Linked DNA regions of Zea mays: all the other regions are linked to region 3. Evidence: chromatin contacts called from public Hi-C data. All regions are on one chromosome and are shown on one strand. The core of a region is the stretch at or near the end of the contact, and the rest is flanking DNA. Distances in the headings are between cores, read along the strand shown. Region 1 holds the start of LOC103630205 (pentatricopeptide repeat-containing protein At1g20230). Region 2 holds the start of LOC100191963. Region 3 holds the start of LOC103630203 (40S ribosomal protein S21-like).

Region 1 (3,059 bases), core at 247-2,746, 190 kb before region 3:
GGTGAAGATTAATGATAAGTTACTAGTAATGGGCATTTTTATGTCTTGGAGTTACTAGTAACGATCATTTTGATGGCTTACTAGTAACAAACATTTTTATGTCTTGGAGTTACTAGTAACAGTCATTGTTATGGCTAGTTTATGACTGCTGTTTTACATGATGGCATCTCCTCACATTCCCGTGTGCGTTTATATATGACTGGATCATTCTTTTATCTAGTGATCCACGAGAATTTCCTAGCGCCCTGTCACACACTGCTACATGGCATTCTGTTTTCCCGGCTCTGTGTTCTTGAGATCCTGCTCGGGATAGGCAGCTCATCAGGTTTTGGGGGGCACACGATGTGACTGCTTGATCGTCACAGAGTCCATTGATGTCTCAGCTTGTTCGCTAAATTGACATCGGCTTGTTCGCGAGATCGACATTGCCTTGTTCTCGGAAACCTTCGTCTTCCTCCTGGTGGGCGACGTTGTTGTTCGTCTTCCTCATCTTCTTCCGGACGGTTGCTGTTCCTGCTGTACGACTTCTTCTCGGTGACCGTTCGAGGGACTGCACTGCGTACCTTTTCCTGCATTGGTTTAGTCGTCCACATCGAACATACACACGAAATGTCTCATGTAAATGGAGTCATCGATGCCTTGAGCATTTATCTCTCCTCACTGTACTCACTGTTCATTATTTTTTGTGCATGTTATTTTGTTGTTTAATACTACTGTGAGTAATTATGCACGCATGCACATCACGTTTATCGCGCTATATTTTCGGATTAAAAGAATGCCTAAATTTCTAACAAATCATTACCATTGCTATTTATTAGAAATCATTACCGTTGCTATACCAAACAGCACCTGATTGTCTTCACGGAGAATATATTATTGGATACGACGAAATCCATAGCACGCAGAACACGTCCTGTTCCATTTTGTTTTTGTAAAATCTATCGTGTACCATGCCAGCGCGTTGAGCGAATCGACGAGAAAGAAAATCGATCTGCAAAGCAGATGTGGATTCTGTTGTGCCCTGTCGCTGTCGGAACCAAAAGCACTGGCTGCGCTGCAATGAGATCGAGCACTACTAAACGGTCAAACGATGCTCTTGACAAAAGCTCTAAATAAAAGCCCTCAACTCTTGTGGTTCTCTGGCCATGTCGTGTAGGCGGCAGGCGGCTAGGCGCTCGACTCTTGTGGTTCTCTTGCCATGGCGTGTAGAACGCTGGAGCTGACGCTGGTCTCCGCGAGGGACCTCCGTGCCGTCAACCTCGTCTCCAAGATGGAGGTCTACGCGGTGGCCTACGAAGCCGGCGACCCGCGCTCGCGGCAGCGCGTCCCCGCCGACCGCGCCGGCGGCCGCAACCCCACCTGGAACGCCACCGTCCTGCTCACAGTCCCGGCCTCCGCAGGCACCGGGAGCCGCGCCGTCCGCATCCTGCTGCGCACGGAGCGCGCGCTGGGCGGCGACCGCGACGTCGGCGAGGTGCTCCTCCCGCTCGCCGACGTCCTCGCTGGGGCCGGGGACGGGCCCACGACGGACGCCACGGTCGCCTGCTTCCCCGTCCGCAGGATCGGCGGCTCAAGCAAGCCCCAGGGCGTGCTCAACCTCTCTTACAAGCTCGGCGGGGTCGTCCAGCCGGACCACCTTGCCGCCCGGACCGAGGGAACCCCGCGGGTGCAGGCAGCTGGCGGCCCGTGTCCGACGATGGCGTACTTGGCTGCCGCGGCGACGGCGTACTCGGCTGCGCGCCCGCCACAGGACTTGCCGCCTACAGCGTACGCAGCGCCGCCCGTGGGTGCGACGTCGACGAGCATGCGGAGCAGCCGGTGGAAGCTAGCCGCTTGAGAAGATGACACATTTGTTTTTCTGAGAATGTATACAGTGTATCTTGAAATACTGCTTGGTGAAATACCCTCTACTCGGCCTACCAAAGATTCGATGAAGATGTTGGCCACTCATCTCTAAAATGTAAAGAAGTAATTAGGCTGCTTATTGATTTTTGAGGAAGTGAGAGAATTAAGCCCGTTTCAATCTTACGGGATAAACTTTAGCTTTCTACTAATTTTAGCTATATGAATTGAAGTGCTAAAGTTTAGTTTTTTGGAATGTTTGGATTACTCTAATAAAGTTTAGCATATTGGAATAAAAAGACACTCATGTCCCTAATGCGGAGAGGGAATGAGGTTAGAGGGTATGGGTGGAAAATAGGGTTCTCTGGCTCACGTTTAGGTTCTTTTAGCATGCCTTGAGCAACTTATGACATAATAGGTACTAAATTTTATCATATCATCATTAGCTCTTCTGTTTAGATTACCAAATGAATAAAAATAGTTAAAAAAACTGCTAAAGTTTATCTCTTTAGATTGAAACAGACCTTAGCCTGCTATCACAACAACCATCCCGCGTTCACGAGTGAACAGAGTAGAGTAGTTGTATGGGCATGCCCCATTCCAGCTCCCTCCACCACTTCCTCCGCCACGTTTCCTTCCCTCCGGACCCGCACCTCCTCCCCACCGCGTTCAAGTCATGCCCGACACTGCCGCTCGCCCGCGCTCTCCACGCCGTCGCCGAGGTCAGCGGCCTCGCGCGGGACCCCTTCGTCGCCTCCTCGCTCCTACACGCCTATCTCCGCCTCGGTACCACGGGCAACGCCCGCGCCTTGTTCGACGGAATGCCGCGCCCGCAGAGGACCGTCGTCGGCTGGAGCGCGCTGGTCGCGGCGCACGCGGCGCGCGGGGACGCCGAGGGCGCCTGGCGCCTGCTCGAGGAGATGCGGCGGGATGGCGGCGTGGAGCCGAACGTGATCACCTGGAACGGGCTCGTGTCCGGGCTCAACCGCAGTGGCCGTGCCCGGGACGCGGTCGTTGCGCTGGCGACCATGCACGGGGAAGGGCTCCTGCGTCCTGACGCCACGGGCGTCTCGTGCGCGCTGTCTGCTGTTGGGGACGTCGGTTTGGTTTCGGTGGGCCAACAGCTGCACGGATACGCTGTGAAGGCAGGTTGCAGGGCGGACGCCTGCGTGGTCACCGCCCTCATCGACATGTACGGGAAGTGCGGCCAGGCTGCA
Region 2 (3,243 bases), core at 588-3,087, 140 kb before region 3:
ACCAGGCCGGGGTCTACGGCCTTCGCCGGGACAACATGGCCGGCGCCGACGGAGTAGAAGCTCGCCTTCCGGTGCTCCTCGTCCATGATCTGGTTGCCCGCGTTGTCGACGGCGCTGGAGGTGGTCATGATGGCGGACTTGATCGCGGCGGTGGACCAGTCCGGGTGCACCTTCTTGACGAGGGCCGCGACGCCGGTGATATGCGGCGTCGCCATGGACGTGCCGGAGACGACGTTGAAGCTGCTCGACTGGGGGGCCCCGACGGGCACCTCCGACGGCCACGCGGCGAGTATGTTGAGCCCCGGCGCCATGATGTCGGGCTTCAGCACTCCGGGGCTGGCGACGCTGGGGCCGCGCGACGAGAAGGCTGCCACGATCGGCGACGGCTTCACCCCAACGACTGTGCTGTTGAACACGATCGTTGCCGTATGGTTGCTCGTCGACGTACCCTTCATGGCGTAGCCCATTATCTTTGTGCCGTCCACCGCGGTCACCTGCGACATGGGGAGGTTGTCGTACTTCTCCACGACGATGGTGTATCCGAAGTCCGGTTCGTTGATGAACACAACGCCGGCGCCGCCAGCATTGCTGACCGCCTCGATCGAGCTCATGGGTGGCACCGGTGTCTCGGTGTCGCACACGACCACCATGCCGGTGATGTTGGCGTCGAAGTAGTCGCAGTAGTTCAAGCCGTTTGAGTAGTACAGCGGATACACTTTGGAGCTGAAGTCCTTGTCCTGAACCAGCGACTCGCCTTCGAACATCTCGCCGTCGCCAAGCCGCACGCTGGCACGGAAGCTCCGGTCTACAGACCCGGCCGCCACGGTCAATACCCACGGCGCTTCGTTGGACAGCGTGGAGGGCAGAGGGCCACTGTTGCCGCCGGCGCACACTACGAGGACGCCCTTGGTCACCGCTGCGAACGCGCCGATGGCGATGGGGTCCTTGTCCAACGGCGTGGAGATGCCGCCGAGGGACACCGAGAGGACGTCGACTCCGTCCTTCACGGCGGCGTCCATCCCGGCCAGCAAGTCGGACTCGAAGCACCCTTGGGCGTCGCAGACCTTGTACACGGCCAGGTGCGCGCCGGGTGCCATCCCGGCCGCCGTGCCGCCGCCGCCGCCAAGGCCGAAGGCCGAGACTCCTTCCACGAACCGGCCGGCCGCCGTGCCGGTGGTGTGCGTGCCGTGCCCGACGTCGTCGGTGGTGGTGTTGTCCCCGACGAACGACGCCGCGCCGATGAGCTTGTTGTTGCACCGAACGGGAGGCTGGCAGGCGCCCTTCCACCTGGGGGGTGGCGGCGGCATGCCGTCGTCGTGGAACGAAGGGTGCTTCTCGTCGATCCCGGTGTCCAGAAACCCAATGATCGTGCCCTCGCCGTAGCCGGTCGCGTTCCAGACGCCGCCGTCGGGAGTCAGCCCTAGGAACCCCGGACTGCGCGTCGTCATGAGCTGCACCCTGCGTTCCGGGAACGCGCGCACGAACCCTGGCCTCCTGGACACGGCCGCGAGCTCGTCGTCAGTCAGCCTAGCGGCGAAGCCCGAGAGCACGCTCGTGTACGAGTGGCGAACGCGGCGCCGGCTGCCGGCGCCGGCGCCGGAGCTCAGCAGGAACGACTCGTGCCACCGGCGGTGCGCTGCCTCGTCGTCTTCATGAGTGTGCGCAGGCGGAGGCTCGACCAGGACGATGTAAGTTCGAGCGCTGGCGTGATGCCCGGCCCCGCCGGTGCTCCGCGGCGCCGCGTCGTAAGGGACGTAGCCCAGCACGGAGCACGCCGCAGCGACCAAAATAAGTGCGTATGGAAGGGGCAAAATCGTGAACCGCGCCATGGTTTGCGAGCACGGATTTGGCACAGATAGCGTTTAGTGTCGCTGAAGCTTATATACACCGTGGACTGGAGCGGATGGTTTTCTCCTGCCGGATCATCTTGTCTTGCCGCATGACTACCAAGCACGCATGCGTGATCCCGAGATACAGGGCAGCCCATCCGAGAAACCATGAACATGTCAAATGCATGGTGAGTGCAATATAATGCTTTCTGGACTCTTTAAGGCCCTGTTCGGTTTCACCGGAATGGACCAGGATTTATTCCAGCTCATTAAAATCTATATAAATTAGAGAAGTAATCCGGCTAGGAATTAATCCGGGGCTTCAATCCCTAACAACCGAACAGGGCCTAAGGGCATGTTTATTTCCACTAAACTTTAGCATTTGATAGTTGTTTGATATAAGTACTAAACTTTATTCCCTCCTATGTCCTATTGGTTGTTGTTTTGGATATGGTTTGGATCAAACTTATAAAATTTTGAATACAAATAACGGTTTTATTATTTAATTTTGAAATCCAATGTTTATATACACCGGTTTGTATTAAAATGTGCTTTTATAGAAGTATAAATATATTAAGAGTTTAATTGTATTTTAACAAAAAAAACATTGTCAAAGTTATATTTTATAAACTATGTCTTTGTTCTAAACGACAACTAATAGAACACTGCAGGGATTAGCATATTACCTCTAATTAATATCTAAACTAGAAGCAGTAAAAGAGTCGGACGGTGGGGGAGGAGAGAGAAGGGGCATTCAGCTGGACTCGGGAGAGAGAAGAGAAATAAAATTGGAATCACTTTTAGCACAGTTTAGCACCTTTGGTGAAGCTTTCACCAAAGTACTAATGAGTGCTAAACTTTAACACAACACTTTTAGCCACCTTATTTGCATCCCAAGGAGCTAAGCTTTAGCAAAAGTGTAGTGCTAAACTTTAGCAAGGGACCCATTAGAATTTTAGCTTCACCAAATATGCTAAATTGTGCTAAAATGATCCTCAACCTCATTTCTCTCTCCTTTCTCCTCCACTGAATGCCCCTTCTCTCTCCTCCCTACAAGGTCGGCTCTTGTACTACTAGTAGTTTATGCATTAAGTAGGGGTAATGTGCTAAAGTTTAGCACTTGTATCCAAACAAACCTCAAGTGCTAAAGGTGCTAAACTTTAGCACTATGGAAACAAACACGACCTAAGTATATTCTCAATGGAAGTTTTATAGGCAAGATTAACTAGAGTGACACATCATCTAAAGAAGTTTGAAACTACGATGAAATAATCTCACACGATGCATAATTTCATTTTTGTTGTTTTCTAGGTCAAAAGCAAGACATAAATGTATTGGAAACCGTATAGACATAATTTTATCCCTATGAAACTCATTTCATATCTCTCATCGTTAATACACTACCACATCAACA
Region 3 (3,388 bases), core at 252-2,751:
GACCCGAGGGACCCCCCGCACACTACTATGTATGTGTCAGTGACGGACTAGCTACAGGGGGCCGCATGACGAACGAGCGAGACGATATGCCATACCAAGAGTACGGTTAAGCGCGACCCTACAGAGAACACACACAATGACTTGGAGAAGCAGATCTCACTCACTCACTCACTCACTCTCTCTCTCTCTCTCGTAGAAAATAGATCTCCTCTGTAAGGTCCAACCCTTGAACTGTAAATGGGCATGCTATTTTTTTTCTAAGGACACACAAGCACACCACTACATGCCTTGAAGCAATACCACGATCAACACTACGCTAGACTAGGGTGAAAGCCTAAACCAGTATAACCCTAGTGTCTCAGTTCCTAGCTCGGATCCCCGTGATCCACCATTCGAAGGGAGTTCGCGCTTGCATCCCCCACTAAACACAAATCTATTGTCCCCCATTTTTCGAAACCACGATAGAGCCCATTTGAAAGTTTCCAATATAGTGTTAGACATCAAAGTTGTTGCCCCACAATTCAATGATAATTTAGGTTGTTTGTAACTTACAAGATTCTTACCTAGGCAAGTATCTAGTTTAAAGGAAAAACATATCGCTTTATCCACGACCATTGAGGAAACAAAGGAGGAACAACATAGGATCAAGACAACTAACATATTAGTCCCCTAAAAACATTAGCATCAATATATGAATACATCCAAATTACGATATGGATTTTTAAAAAAATAATAGGTCTATTTGACATACTGAGTCATGGTAGACACAATATGTTAGGGTTTTGTCATTATGAAGCTCTCTCAAACTCTTACCCATATTTTGACTCTTGTTTGGATGAAAAAACCTTAGAGATAGTTTTATATAGGTGGGGGTAACCTTCCACCATTTAGCAGGATGCTCAATGGTGGCCGACATATAATATAAAAATAAAAAACTCTTTCCTTTTTCCTATCCTCATCTAAGGCACTGTTTGGGAGGGCTCTATTTCAAAAATTATAGTTTCGGTTTTCCAGCTTCATCATGAAACAACTTTAACATATTGTAAGACCGTGTACATGGATTTCAGCTTCTGTAATATAATTAATTTGTGTGAGTTTCCTTAATTAACCTTGATGATTAATGAGTGGAGAAAGATACATGAAACGGTAGACCAATGCCATGGTGGGTAATTTTGGTGCAACTTCATTAAAATGTATCAAAATAGTGTTTTTGAAGCATCCTTTAAGAAGTTTAAAAAATTTAATGAAACTGGCCTATAGTTACTTTTTTTGAAGCTAAAGTTCATGAAGTTTGACTTGTTTGGATAGAATAAGCTGAAATAGACTTGAAAATTTTTAAATGAAGCTCTCCAAACATAGTCTAAAAATGGCCTAACTGATCCATACACGGGCCTTTCTCTGGGCCACCATTCGCGAGCCCATTAGCGGGCTCGCCCAGACACGCCGACACCCTTATATAATGTCCCGAACCCTAGAGGACAGCGCTTTCCTGTCCGACTCCCAGCCGTCGTCTGCTGCGGACTCCGCCTCCATTTTGCTCTGTTTCTTGCAAGGTATCGTTTCTTCTCGGCTCACTCACTCTCGCTCGACCTATGTTCTTGAGCTGGTTGATGAGATAGCAACTGGATCAAAGTTGTACTCTCTTGCCTCCCCGTGACCATAGTGAATCGCCCTCTGCGTTCGATTTATGGTAGCTACTGCGCCTCCATTCACTTAGGGTTTTGTTTGCTTTTGTATTTCGATGACCTGATTCTTACGGATAGTTTCTTCTGGATCCGATGAATTACCTACGTGCCGTTGCTTACGGATAGTTTCTTCTGGATCCAATGAATAACTTACATACCAACGACTTACTGATTGTACCTGTGATGTGTTACCTGGTGTTAATGAAAGTTAGGATCGAATTTTTTGAGGTGCAGAGCTGCTGTAGTTTCTGTTTTGCAGATACTTTGCTCTGGATCTGACTTTGTAGATCATGTGCAGTAACAGTTGCAACCCCATCGTATGGGCATAATTTCTGATATGGTTTATAAAATTATTGTGCCCCATTTTGAATTCGTCTTACTGGCTAAAACTTCTGTGCGCACAGTTATTAATTTTCTTTTTATTTTTTCTAGCCCTGCTTTGTTTTTATATTATTTTACTAGTTATGTACCCGTGCGTTTCTATTACATATTTAGGCCTATCACATTCGGGCAGCCACACATAACACGGTGACAACCAATTTGACAAGAGTACAAGTCTAAAGAAACTGGGATGGACCATATCATAAAAACACGATGATTTCTGTCAAGCTATGATGGTGACACTGTTAAAACAAAGCATAGTATTAAGAAGTATAGAGATGCAACCAACCAACCACAAATTTTCTCAAACTCTCATCTCCGACAATATGATTTATGAGAGCGATAATTAATAGCTCAGTTGAGGAGTAGAGAAGCAAGATGACCAAACCATACCAAAGTGGCACACAAACTGAGGAAGGACAGTGCATACCCAAATATGAAATAAAATATATTGTAACTAACCAATTTTCTCTAGATTTTAAATTACCATATCTGGAAGACTGAATTTTGGTATATCCTTTTCAGCTCCATATCCCATAGAAACTATAATGGAAGCACAATAAACACAATGTAAAAGAGGTAGTTTTTTTTATTTAGAATCAAGACTATATAATCCAGATTCCTTGAATCCCCTAAATTGTGTTTGTTTATTGTTAGAAATGAACTTCATCTACCAAACAGGATTCGAACAGGCCTTTCTTTACCATGTTTCGTGCAACTATGCACTGCTAACATATCAGTAGCATGGTTTGTACTGCTAGAATATCAGTTTATTACCATTTTTGTGCAATCGTGACTGAGGTGGATGGGGTTATTGAACAATGTATTTGAATATTTGATGTTTTAGCTGCATGGAAGTATTCATTCCAATCCTTATGTTGAATTGCAAATAATTGCTTAAATTTGAGATCTGTATAGTTCAGGTTTAGTTGTGCCTTTTCATTGGAGCCTGAATTGGACTTCAGTTGTTTGCATAGTTATAGTTATAAATATAGAATAGCTTGCTTGTCCATCAATTTTGAATTGTTACAGTACTGAATGAGTCCTCAGAGTGCATAGTGCTGTTCTCTTTTTATGTGCCTGATAGTTGGTCCTCTTGTATTTCAGTTGCTCTTGCGGTAGTTCCCCCAACTGCCACCATGCAGAACGAGGAGGGTAAGACTGTGGACCTCTATGTCCCCAGGAAGTGGTACGTTTGCCTCATCCTCTTGTAGAAATATTTCTGCTCTGCATGGTTGGTTTTGTTGTGTGCTAAGGTTGAGTTTATGTTCTTTCAGCTCGGCCACAAACAGGATCATCACTGCCAAGGACCATGCCTCTGT

What was found. A called contact is a pair of places that touch in the nucleus more often than the background predicts.
Region 1: a Hi-C map of ear shows a contact between it and region 3, with 1.8 times the contacts expected there. The contact joins the promoter of LOC103630205 here to the promoter of LOC103630203 in region 3. A contact is called at or near these places in 2 of 25 Hi-C or Micro-C datasets (ear and tassel).
Region 2: a contact with region 3 is called in a Hi-C map of endosperm, with 3 times the contacts expected there. The contact joins the promoter of LOC100191963 here to the promoter of LOC103630203 in region 3. A contact is called at or near these places in 4 of 25 Hi-C or Micro-C datasets (ear, endosperm, leaf and 1 more).

The regions. Positions count from the first base shown.
Region 1 is chr6:148,069,638-148,072,696 of Zm-B73-REFERENCE-NAM-5.0, reverse strand. It overlaps LOC103630205 (pentatricopeptide repeat-containing protein At1g20230), which reads left to right and starts at 1,496. Exons shown (of 2, transcript XM_008651282.4): 1 at 1,496-3,059. The coding sequence starts at 2,427.
Region 2 is chr6:148,013,540-148,016,782 of Zm-B73-REFERENCE-NAM-5.0, reverse strand. It overlaps LOC100191963, which reads right to left and starts at 1,837. Exons shown (of 1, transcript NM_001137387.1): 1 at 1-1,837. The coding sequence starts at 1,829.
Region 3 is chr6:147,875,912-147,879,299 of Zm-B73-REFERENCE-NAM-5.0, reverse strand. LOC103630203 (40S ribosomal protein S21-like) reads left to right here and starts at 1,501. Exons shown (of 4, transcript NM_001378309.1): 1 at 1,501-1,553; 2 at 3,174-3,255; 3 at 3,344-3,388. The coding sequence starts at 3,206.